Regions from separate parts of the Sus scrofa genome. Here all the other regions are linked to region 2. Evidence: chromatin contacts called from public HiChIP or PLAC-seq data. All regions are on one chromosome and are shown on one strand. Each heading gives the region's core, a stretch centred on a gene start, on an enhancer-like site or on the middle of the called end of the contact. The rest is flanking DNA. Distances are from core to core; before and after follow the strand shown. Region 1 overlaps CDH13 (cadherin 13, H-cadherin (heart)). Region 2 overlaps CDH13 (cadherin 13, H-cadherin (heart)). Region 3 overlaps CDH13 (cadherin 13, H-cadherin (heart)).

Evidence for each region. HiChIP or PLAC-seq counts read pairs in DNA pulled down with a chosen protein or histone mark.
Region 1: an H3K27ac HiChIP or PLAC-seq map of skeletal muscle shows a contact between it and region 2, with 5 times the contacts expected there. The contact joins two enhancer-like sites. A contact is called at or near these places in 4 of 47 Hi-C or Micro-C datasets (epiblast stem cells, psoas muscle, retroperitoneal adipose tissue and 1 more) and 1 of 2 datasets of contacts at active chromatin or transcription factors (skeletal muscle).
Region 3: a contact with region 2 is called in an H3K27ac HiChIP or PLAC-seq map of skeletal muscle. The contact joins two enhancer-like sites. A contact is called at or near these places in 2 of 47 Hi-C or Micro-C datasets (embryonic fibroblasts and heart right ventricle) and 1 of 2 datasets of contacts at active chromatin or transcription factors (skeletal muscle).

Annotation. Positions count from the first base shown.
Region 1 is chr6:5,297,291-5,301,012 of Sscrofa11.1, forward strand. All of the region lies in intron 4 of CDH13 (cadherin 13, H-cadherin (heart)), which reads right to left. Among named protein-coding and RNA genes, the nearest start is that of HSBP1, 500 kb to the left of the region's middle. Within about 2 kb of position 1,586, at least 4 of the 83 cell types and tissues checked have an H3K27ac peak or open chromatin away from gene starts, as enhancers often do. A contact at or near this core is called in skeletal muscle, where this site is marked.
Region 2 is chr6:5,802,280-5,805,913 of Sscrofa11.1, forward strand. The region is part of intron 1 of CDH13 (cadherin 13, H-cadherin (heart)); the gene reads right to left. Among named protein-coding and RNA genes, the nearest start is that of CDH13, 28 kb to the right of the region's middle. Within about 2 kb of position 1,897, at least 1 of the 83 cell types and tissues checked has an H3K27ac peak or open chromatin away from gene starts, as enhancers often do. A contact at or near this core is called in skeletal muscle, where this site is marked.
Region 3 is chr6:5,546,439-5,550,143 of Sscrofa11.1, forward strand. All of the region lies in intron 2 of CDH13 (cadherin 13, H-cadherin (heart)), which reads right to left. Among named protein-coding and RNA genes, the nearest start is that of CDH13, 280 kb to the right of the region's middle. Within about 2 kb of position 1,628, at least 1 of the 83 cell types and tissues checked has an H3K27ac peak or open chromatin away from gene starts, as enhancers often do. A contact at or near this core is called in skeletal muscle, where this site is marked.

The sequences.
Region 1 (3,722 bases), core at 336-2,835, 510 kb before region 2:
AGAGCATAGTATAAACACACCTCAGTGACCAACCCACTAACTGCAGGTGCCAATACATAGATGCTCGGTGAACTTGACTAAAGCAGCATCACCAAAAACAGCATCGTTGTTCAACACCTTTCTGCCCACATGCAAATCTCTGTGGCTTTCAGGTGGGGAAGCTTACCAGCACTGGGGTGACATACAGTGACAAACCTAGGAGGGAGGTCACTTCATGAAGTTTAAAGTTGGACATTTATGTTATTTTTAACTCCCAGGAAACAGACTTTTTTTCTGCAAGCAAGATCAAAGAGGCAACGCAAAACCTTTGACACTTCTCTACTGGGCAGGCATTCATCAAGATTCGAGGTCTTTGTATGAATCCAAATGTCAGCAGTGGCACTTGCCCCACTGCTTGTACCAGGTACACGGTGTTGAGGATGCACTTTACACACGTTAAAAAAAAAAACTCAGACAACAATGCGGGGGTGGGAGGAGGGAACACTATTATCTGCACTTAATGAATGAAATCACTGAGACTCAGAGAGATGAAGCAAGCTTGCCATGGTCACAGTTGTTAAAGAGATGAAGATGGCATTCAGAATCCACCTTCCGTCTCTCTAGAGACACTGCTACCCAACACTTTCATTTCTGAATTTACGTTAAGGTAATTCCCTATAGGTAGTCAGCCTTGATTTGACATTTGAAGAATACATTCAAAAGGCAAAGCTACAGGAAGGCACTTCCAGGTAGATGGAACAGCACAGACAGGCAGCAGGCAGGTGAGAGAGACAAGGAAATTCCAGAATGGCTGGAGTAGAGATGAGGTTAAGAGGTAATTAGATGTCACATTTTATTTTGTTTTTATGTCATTTGAAAGTGTCCAACTAATGAAAAAAATTATTATTTGCATAGGTTAGTTCTAGAGTTTAACCAAGTATTCACGTATATTTAAGAACACTTTCTCATTGATACCTGCAAACATTCATTTGATTATAACAATAAAAAAGTCACAAACACAACAGACATTCAGAAACACAGATGAAAGAAAGCTGATACTGATCTGGCTGCAATCAGTTTATAAGTAAACAGGCACCTATTGGAATACAGTCAACTGGGCCTGGAGGATTAGGTAGCCAGGATAAAAATACCTTCTAGTGGAATTAGAAAGTGGGTGGGGGTAGGGGTGGGGGAGGAGCATTTCTGAGGCCACCATGCCTGCAATTCTGATGCAGGCCACCAAGTGGCAGTGGCGCCTAAGGCAGCATGATCTTCCTGCCAAGATTTCCTCTGCCAGGACCAGTGAGTGGAAAAAGATCATGACACAATTCCATATGGCAGTATAGTTTTCCCTGATTTAAAATATTCTTTATTAAAATACACTGAGAATTTTGATGAAACACCAATTACCTCTGTTTGCATTTTTTAAATTAGGAGAAAATACCATCTTGAAGCAAGACTAAAAATAAGATATGTGACACCTTCTGATGAAAAGAATTTTTAGTCACTGCTTGACTTGATTTAATCCAACTGACATTATCCCCACAGCTTGGAAGCTCCACGAGGTCAACAGTCTCAGCATGTCAGACTCGCCCCTGGATCCCAGTGCCTGGCAAAGTGCCTGGTGTACAGCAGGGACCGAGGCCAATATCTGTTTAACGAGGAGTTCCACTGTCTAGACAAACATGTGTCCCAATCCTAGCTTGGCCAGCGATCCACCCTGTGACCTTGAACACGATTCTTCGCCTCTCCAGCTCTCGATTTCCTCATCGATAATAAAAGGATAATGACATTTATTTCCCAGAGCTGTTGAGAATGTGATGAGATCCTGTGTGCCAAGGAGACTTCCTGGCAGGCGGAAGGGGCTCAGTAAATCAGAGCTGATGGTTACAGTACCAAGGTAAGAGTAATAATCACAACAGCATCAGGACGTTGTTGGTAATGGCCAAGCCTGACACCTCTAGGCAGCAAAAAACATCTTAGCCATAATATTAAAAAACCCCTTTCTGGAGTTCCCATTGTGGTGCAGCGGAAATGAACCTGACTAGGAACCATGAGGTTGCGGGTTCAATCCCTGGCCTTGTTCAGGGGGTTAAGGATCTGGCGTTGCCGCAGATGTGGCTCAGATCCCGAATTGTTGTAGGTGTGCAGCAGCTGTAGCTCTGATTCAACCCCTAGCCTGGGAACCTCCATAAGCCAAGGGTGTGGCCCTAAAAAAGCAAAAGCAAAAAAAAGAAAAAAACCACAAAAAACAAAACAAAACAAAAAATCCCTAAGGGAATATATTTTCTTTTAAAAAATAAACCTCACAAATGTCTCTGGTTTGAAGAGAGAACTGCTCTTGGAAAAAGATTACTGTTGATAGAGTCAGAGTCAAGGTCCAAAGCAGGTGATTAAATAGCTCATCCCACTAGGCAAATGTAATAAGGGAAAAAAGTATGGGAGACCCCTTTAAGTTAATGACCACTCAGGAAAGCAGGCTTACCAACAACAAAACCAAGCAGGCTTGCTTCGCAACAAAAGCATGCAAGAGAAGCCTGAGACATGCCCCCAAACAATAAAACAATGGTAACAGGAGACCCATGTAGCTTCCTAGGACACACTTCTCTGTGCACACTAGCTACAAAAAAATACAGGAAAAGGTGACATTGTACTGAAACCTGACATGATTCGCCGTATTTGAAGACACGTTGGTGCCTTTTTGCTTATTTCCACTGCATCGTGACAGTCCCAGTCTGACCAGGTGGGGACCAGAAAGATCCCCCAACCAACACGGAGGAGGAGCTGATGATGGAAATGTGACCTCTACTCCAGAGCCAGGGCGAAGGTGATCTTCTCCCCCTCCTCGCTTTGGCTTTGTTTGTAAAACCGTAACCCACGGAGTCCTCGGGCCTCGGCACTCTCTTGCCCACCTGCCTGCATCTCTCACAGGCATCCTATGTGAATAAACCCCTCACCTGTCACTCTGTGTCTCCCTGAATTCTTTCTGCACTAAGGCAGAACGTATGCTCTACGGTTCCACTGTAGGAAGGGGCACCCGAGCCAGCTCTGCCCTTCTTTGTCCCTTTCTCATTTACCCTCGCTCCCTTCTCTCTCTGGCCACGTTGGCCCAAATACAGATTAAAACCTCTTCCTCTTGCTTCCCTATGCACACTGGAGAGACAGGTCCTCTCCAAAGGACATATCGAGTAAAGGGAAATGAACGTGGGAGACCTACAAGGGCTCCAAGGGCTGTGGAGCGGTCCTGCTTCCAAAGGTGGGGCTTCTGACCCAGCTGTCCCCCAGACACAGCCCACTGGTGGGGACATGTCAGGAGAAGCCTTCTGTGACCTGTTCTCCTTTCTTGACCCGTCCCTGCTCAGAAAGGGTTGGGAGCACAGCACCCCAGACCTTGTGTTAGAAACAGAGTGGAAGACAGTCCTGAGAGCTCTCTTGGGAAGAACACTGCCGTCTCCCATTCCTCTCCCTGCCCCTCGGCACGGAAAGCTGAGTCCTGGACTCGAAAGTCTTCCAGGACAGCTTTTCCTCCTGCTGTCAAGGTCAGGTCTCGGTCATTTCCTTTCCCTCCCTCAGAGAGCTGGAACCACTCGACCTCACTGGAAACAGGATTTTGGAGAGAGAATCCTGTTAAATTAGGTCTGGCTGCTGGATTTAAATGACTTATTCTCCAGGGAAGGAGAAAGACCCTTGCTCAGCACTGCATGAGTCTCCCTCTCACCGTCTCTCTCTCAACACTGCGTCCT
Region 2 (3,634 bases), core at 647-3,146:
TTGAGAAAGCAGCAAAGGCAACACAATGGAGCAAAAGCAATATAACTGCACAAAGAAGTATTTTCAACCAAGACTATCCAGCTAGAACAAGTGAATATCCATAGGCAAAATTCAAATCTAGACACAGACTTTACATCCTCCACAAAAATTAACACAAAATGGATTACAGACCTAAATGTAAAATACAAAATCATAAATCACCTAGAAGATAACCCAGGAGAAAAAATGCATATGGCCTTGAATATGGCAATAACTTCTTAGATATAACAGCAAAGGTATGATCCAAGAAAAAAGGAACTGATAAGCTAGGCTTCATTAAAATTGAGAACTTTTGTTCTGCAAAAGAGACTATCAAGAATAAGAAAGTAATTCAGAGACTGGGAGAAAATATTTGCAAAAGATATATATCTGACAAAGGACTATGATTCAAAATATACAAATACCTTTTAAACCAACAATAAGAAAATAAACAACCCAATTTAAAATGGGCCATAGAGTTCCCACAGTGGCACAATGGGATCAGTGGCATCTCTGCAGCTCCAGGATTCAGGTTGGATCTGTGGCCCAGGGTAGTGGGTCAAAGCATCCAGCATTGCCACAGCCATGGCATGTGTCACAACTGTGGCTCAGAACTGATCCCTGGCTCGGGGAACTTCATATCCCATGGGGCAGCTAAAAAAGAAAAAGAGAATGGACCAAAGGCATTAACAGATACCTCACCAAAGAAGATATACAGGTGGCAAACAATCATATCGAAAATGCCCAACATTATGTCATCAGGAAAATGCAAATTAAAACAACATTGAAATATCACCACTCACCTATTAGAATGGCTGATATCCGAATAACTAACAACACCAAATACTGATGAAGATATGGAGTAACAGGAAATCCCATTCATTGCTGATGGGAATGCAAATGGTACGGCCATTTTAGAAGGCAATTTGGCAGTTTCTTAGAAAACTAAACATACCATATAATCCAGCAATTGCACTCCTTGCTATTTCTCCAAAGGAGCTGAAAACTTATATCCATAAAAAAACCTGCATACAAATGTTATAACAGTTTTATTCATAATTGCCAAACTTGGAAGCAAGCAAGAGGTCCTTTAGCAGGTAAATGGATAAATAAACTGTGGTACATATAGACAATAGAATATTATTATGTGGCAATAAAGAGAAATGAGCTATTAAGACACGAAAAGACATGGAGGAAACTTAAATACATATTACTAAGTGAGAGAAGCCAATCTGAAAATGTGTTCTTCTAATTATATGACATTCTGGAAAAGGCAAACTATGAAGACAATTAAAGGATCAGGGGTTGGGGAAGAAGGACGGATGAAAAGGCAGAGCACAGAGGATTTCTAGGGTAGTGAAATAGTCCAGATGATACGATAACGACAGGTACATGTCGTTATACATTTTTCAAACCCAGAGAATGTACAACACCAAGAAGGAGCCTGAATGTAAACCATGGACTTTGAGAGATAATGATGTGTCCATGCAGGTCAGCAATTATAACAAATGCACCACTCTGCCGTGGGAGTTTGATAGTGGGGGAGGCTGTACATATGTGGGGGAAAGGAATGTATGTGAAATCTGTATACCTTCCACTCAAGTTTGCTGTCAGCCTAAAACAGCTCTTTATAATTAAGTTTATTTAAAAACTGGGGAAAAAAAAAAAAAAACGCAACCAAGTGTGAAGCTGTCTTCCTCTATTCTAGCCTATTTCATCACCATCATACACACACACACATACACACACACACACACACACACACACACACACACACACACACACACACACACACACGTCACCATCCAAATGCAGCCCGGTGACCCCTGCCTCCCTCTGGCCATGCTGAGCCAGCTGCTGTTCTCGCCCCACCTTATGCCTTTGAACCACTGGTGTCTCTGCTTGGAGTCCTCCCCACTCCCAAACCCAGCTTTGTTTGGTCATCTTCAACATGGTGTCCACTCCCAACTCAGAGGTCAGCTTTGGCCTCCCCACCTCTACTGGGCCAGATACTCTTTCTCTGCACTCCCAAATCAAAATCCAAGCGGCCCACTAGCCCAGCACTTGCTATTCTGCACCCTGACTCTCTGCTTAATTCTCTGTCTCTCCCCGGAGACAGACCAGGATCTAAAGGGTGTGTCAGGGCATTTCCAGCCTCATGCAGACTCTGGTACACAGCAGGTGCCCACCAAGTGCTAGCTGGAATTTAAACCACCTGAGTGGTGGGGCTGCTAACCCAAAGGCATCCTATTTCCACTGCTTCCTATATGGGTGGCCGTGCCTGCTTTGGGCCTCAGTTTCCCCAGTGGAAAACGAGGAATAATAATAACAGTAACAATAGCAATGCCTACTTCATGAGTTACTGTGAGGACTTAATGAATTAATATGTGTAAAATTAATATACATGAACAAGAAAACGGACTGTGGAGGAGGTGAACTTCTTCAGACTTCTAAACTGCTTTCGGCTTCCTCTACTGCACATACTAACAGTGTCACTGCTTTGGCCTCTCCCCACATTTCCCATCACTCTCAAAATAACATCCAAAGCCTTCCCATAGCCAAATCTGTCTCCTGACCTCATCTCCCATTCTTGGTTCAGCCACTATGGTCACCTCACTACTTCCAGATCAAAACCAGGCGTATTCCTGCCCCAGGGACTTTGAACTTGTTCTCTTCTCTGCCTGCCAGACTGTCTCCTCTACCACAGGCGGGTCTCAGTCGCAATGTCCCCTCTTCAGAGGCCCCTCCCCCTCAAACCTCCACCCCGTGGAAAAGAGCATCCTCAGTACACTTCACCCTTCACAGCACCTGGTGTTTGCTCGGCACTCAAGATGAACAGTTTCTTCGCTGTTTTCTTCGCCCACTTCAACGAAAGCTCTCTGAAGGCAGAGACTTGGTTGTGTCCATTGCGGCATTCTTGGTGCTTAGAACCACAGCTGCCACAGGGTGACACTCAATAAGGGTGCTGAATGGATGAATGAGCGAATGTGTGTATGAACAGATGAACCTCCAGTGCAGTGGAAAGGGAGGAAAATCGCCTAGGATTTCTTTCTGAATTCCTCCAATTCCTGCAGCACACCGTGTACTCCAGAGCCAACAGAATGAGTACAAGATGGAGAACCACAAGCCCCACGGCTTCTAAGCTCCATGGCCATAGGTTGGGCTACTTCACCTGCATAATGGGTACAATGTTAGCACCCACCTCAGGGCTGTCAGAGTATATGAGGTGGTACAAGGAAAACACTTAGCACAAGGCTGCATGGCAGTCATTACAGATTTCCCACGATTAATATTATCATCTAAGAGCCTATTCTCACCCTTTCTGTGCCTCCTGCTATCCAGCATGCAGGGAACTTGTTCCGAATATGAAACAAAAATTATTTAAATCCTGGTTCCTCTTTTCAACTGTACAGCCTTCATATCTTTACTCATAGCCTGCTCCCCTGGGGATGTCTGCCCCCAAATAAAGGTTGTCAAACATTTTAAATGTTATTAAATTGTCCAGTAAATGGGAATGCCCAAAGCAGAGAGCCAGTCAATCAGGATTATTCGAGAGCTTCAAAAAGACAGAAGGAAACCATTATTAGGTTTAAGAATATTATGTTCCCTCTCCCAC
Region 3 (3,705 bases), core at 378-2,877, 260 kb before region 2:
GGAAAAACAATGGTAGAGCAGTACTAATGGTATGACCACATTTATTTAAAAAAACAAAACAACAACAAATAAACCCTACAGTGGACCCTTGAACAATGCAGGTTTGAATTGTGTGGGTCCTCTTATATGTGGGTTTTTCCAGCAGTAAATACCTCAGTACTACATAATCTGAGCTTGGTTGAATTTACAGATATGGAGGAACTGAGATACCCAGGGCCAACTCTAGGGTATACACAGATTTTCAGCGGGAGGGGGATCAGTGCCCCTAAACCCCACTTTGTTCAAGGGCCAACTGTATTTATTTTTGTTATCTGCTTGTTTATAGCTCAATAAACATCCAGAAGGACACAAGCCAAATTATTAATAGTCGTTACCCTTTTTACATACATTGGGAATGACAGAGTGGACATTTTCATTTTTTAATTTTTATACTTCCTTATATTTCTCCCTTGCCCCAACAACTTCTCACTTGCTTGACCTGTCGTGTGATGAGCAGCCCGAGTCTGGACTTAGTAACAAGGACAGGCTGCGTGGTTCAGGTCAGTGTCCCCAAACAGGTGTTTTCAAGTTTCAGGGAAGTAAGAACCAGGGTCTGAAAATGTTTTAATACCGTTAAAGGCCTCATACAAGGGTCAGCGAACTATGGTCTGCTGGCCAATCTGACTCGTGGTCTTTCTTTGTAAATAAAGTTTCATGGGCACATGGCCACACCCACTTGTAGGTGCATCGTCTAAGGCTGCTCTTGTACTGTGAGAGCACAGAGTTGAACAGTCATACCACAGACCATACTGCCTAAAGCCTAAAATATTTACTGTGTGACCCTTCATGGAAAGTAGCAGTCCCTGTCCTAGTGGAATTTTTTTTTTTTTTTTTTTTGTCTTTTGTCTTTTTGCTATTTCTTGGGCTGCTCCAGCGGCATATGGAGGTTCCCAGGCTAGGGGTCGAATCGGAGCTGTAGCCACCGGCCTACACCAGAGCCACAGCAACGCGGGATCCGAGCCACGTCTGCGACCTACACCACAGCTCACGGCAACGCCGGATCGTTAACCCACTGAGCAAGGGCAGGGACCGAACCCGCAACCTTATGGTTCCTAGTCGGATTCGTTAACCACTGCGCCACGACGGGAACTCCTGGAATTTTTTATCCACTTACCCAAGATAAAGTTTACAGTCTAATTAAAATGTCTTTTTAATTTCTCTCTTTCTTTCTTTTTTCTTTTTTTTTTTTTTTACTGTTGTCTGGAATAATATCAACTTTCCTGCTGGTTATCCTGTGTCGATCAGAGGCTCTGGTTGGCAGTTCTGCAAGTCTTTGTTGAATTTTTTAAAATGGGAAAACTCATTATTACCTAACAAAGGACTTTGTAGACAGAATGTTCCAACAGATGGATTCCATGGAGAAAACAGGAGAAAAAAATAAGACAAGCCCCTGGTGGAAGAAGGCTAAGCGCCACTGAATCAGGAACCAGTATATTATTGAAAGGGCAGGTGGAGAGATACTAGGGAGAGACACTGGTCTTAAGCAGAGGATACAAACTCAAGCCTGTGGGCCACCCTCTGACATGTGCTGTTGCCTTTAATACAGAGCCAGTATTTAAATACAGTGTCTAGATGTTGGCAGGCAGTTCAGGTTTGCTGTCCCAATACCCATTCCAAACTCCCTGCTCTCCTGAGCTGGCAAACATCTTCCCAGCCTCCTGTGAAGCGAGAGTGACCGACCACATGACCTTCTCTAGCCAATGAGATATAAGCAGAAGTCAGGGGTTTCCAGGGCACATGTTGGCCTTCCTAGCAAAAGTCTGTCACTGCCTTCTCCCCTGCTTCCTGCCCTGAATACAGAGCCTACGGATGATTTTCAGCTGGTCCTGATGATTGGGTAGATTCAGCAACAATGAGTCTGAATTCTCACCAGGCAAGTATCTGCAGTGTAGCACCTGCCTTTGTTCCAACACTGGCTGTGGGTGCTCTAGGTGCCCAGAGTTGCTCTGAGCGACTCCTCTAACTTTACGTTACTTCTCTCTTTGGTAAGGAGTTCAGGAGATGCTGGGTGTCGCAGAGACTGACAGAGGCAGCCACCCAGAGGGCCAGGCTCTCTGGGAGTCCTGTCCTTTCTCTTCCTCTCAAAAAGCTGAAGCATACAGCACAGTCTGCATATCATAGTGAAGAATGCTCAGATCTCTTAAAATGATTAAAGGATGAAATATAGAGACTGCAAAATCCACCCACTTGAGTAATCAGAGTATTATTCTTATATAGTTCTGAAGTCTCATGGGCACTTTTTTAAAGGAAAAAAAGGGATGTCTCTCTCTTTTTTTTTTTTTTTTTTTTTTTCAGGGATGTATCAGTGAGTGTCTCCAAAGTGCTTTAAAAACAAGAATTACCAGCTTTAACGAGGGGGTAATAACAGCACTAAGAACATCTGAGACAGTTCGTCCTTAATAAAATTCTAAATGTTAGCTGGTTCCATTACTCAAAGCTTTCACTCAGCACACACGTTATTTATTATATCATTACACATTCTGAGAAGCAGCAGCCACGGCGACTTAGAAGAGGTGGTGCTATTGTACAGGAAGCCTCGCAGTCCGTGTTGATCACAGTAACTCACTCGCTTTGTAGCGCTCTCGGGTTTATCTTAAAAGCTCTAAAGGTAGGTAGGTGGCGGCTTTTCTTAAGGTGCTGGAATAACCTTAGGACCCAATTGACAACATAAGATGGGATGTAATGGCTCCAACTAACAAAGTGAAAAATCGCAAATGCACAGCAGCTGAGAAGAAGCCAAACCACCCCCACAGCAACCAGAGTAAATATTCTGTTTTTACTTTTTCACCCTAAAACCATTGGACTACCATTAGGTTTTGTCCTAATCCTAAACTTGTTTTGTTTTTAAATTCTGTTGACTTGTATCAGTTGAGTAGAAGGGGGTGGTGAGAAGCAAACACGCAGACGTCAAGTCCTTAATCATTATGTTCTGTTTGCTAAACTTGAGTCTCTAGATGCACGTTACCATCTTGTTACAGAAAAAATGCATATAACTGGTTTCCCTAGGAAATACCTCATTTAATGGGTTTTCCTCCATCAACTTGAGTTGAATATAAGAACCTGATTCATAATTCATTTGCCTATTAACAGTTCTTAGAAATTCTGAGAAGCCACTTGTTAGACACACGCAAGCCTGAATCCAAGCCAGAGGAAGCGCTGCTTTGGGAGCCTCGATTAAGTTCCTCTGCGATCATCTACAAAGGAGAGAACTGGAAACAGCAGAACTACAACTCTCATCTCCAACCTAAGACTTTTTTTTATCTTTCTTTTCTTTTTTTTCTGTTTTTTGTTTTTTTGGGGTTTTTTTGTTTTCTTTTTGTGGCTTTTTAGAGCTGCACCTGTGGCATATGGAAGTTCCCAGGTTAGGGGTTGAATCAGAGCTGCAGCTTCTGGCCTACCCCACAGCCACAGCAATGCCAAATCCAAGTGGCATCTGTAACCTACACCACAGCTCACGGTACCACCAGATCCTTAACCCACTGAGCAAGGCCAGGGATCAAACCCGAGTCCTCGTGGATGCCAGTCGGGTAAATAACCCACTGAGCCATGGAGGAACTCTGAGAATGTCTATCTTCAATTACAACAAAATATTGTTTCAAATGCGACTAATAAAGACTATTGTGTATAGGATAGAATAGCAAGCAACAAAGCCACAAAGTAGAAGGA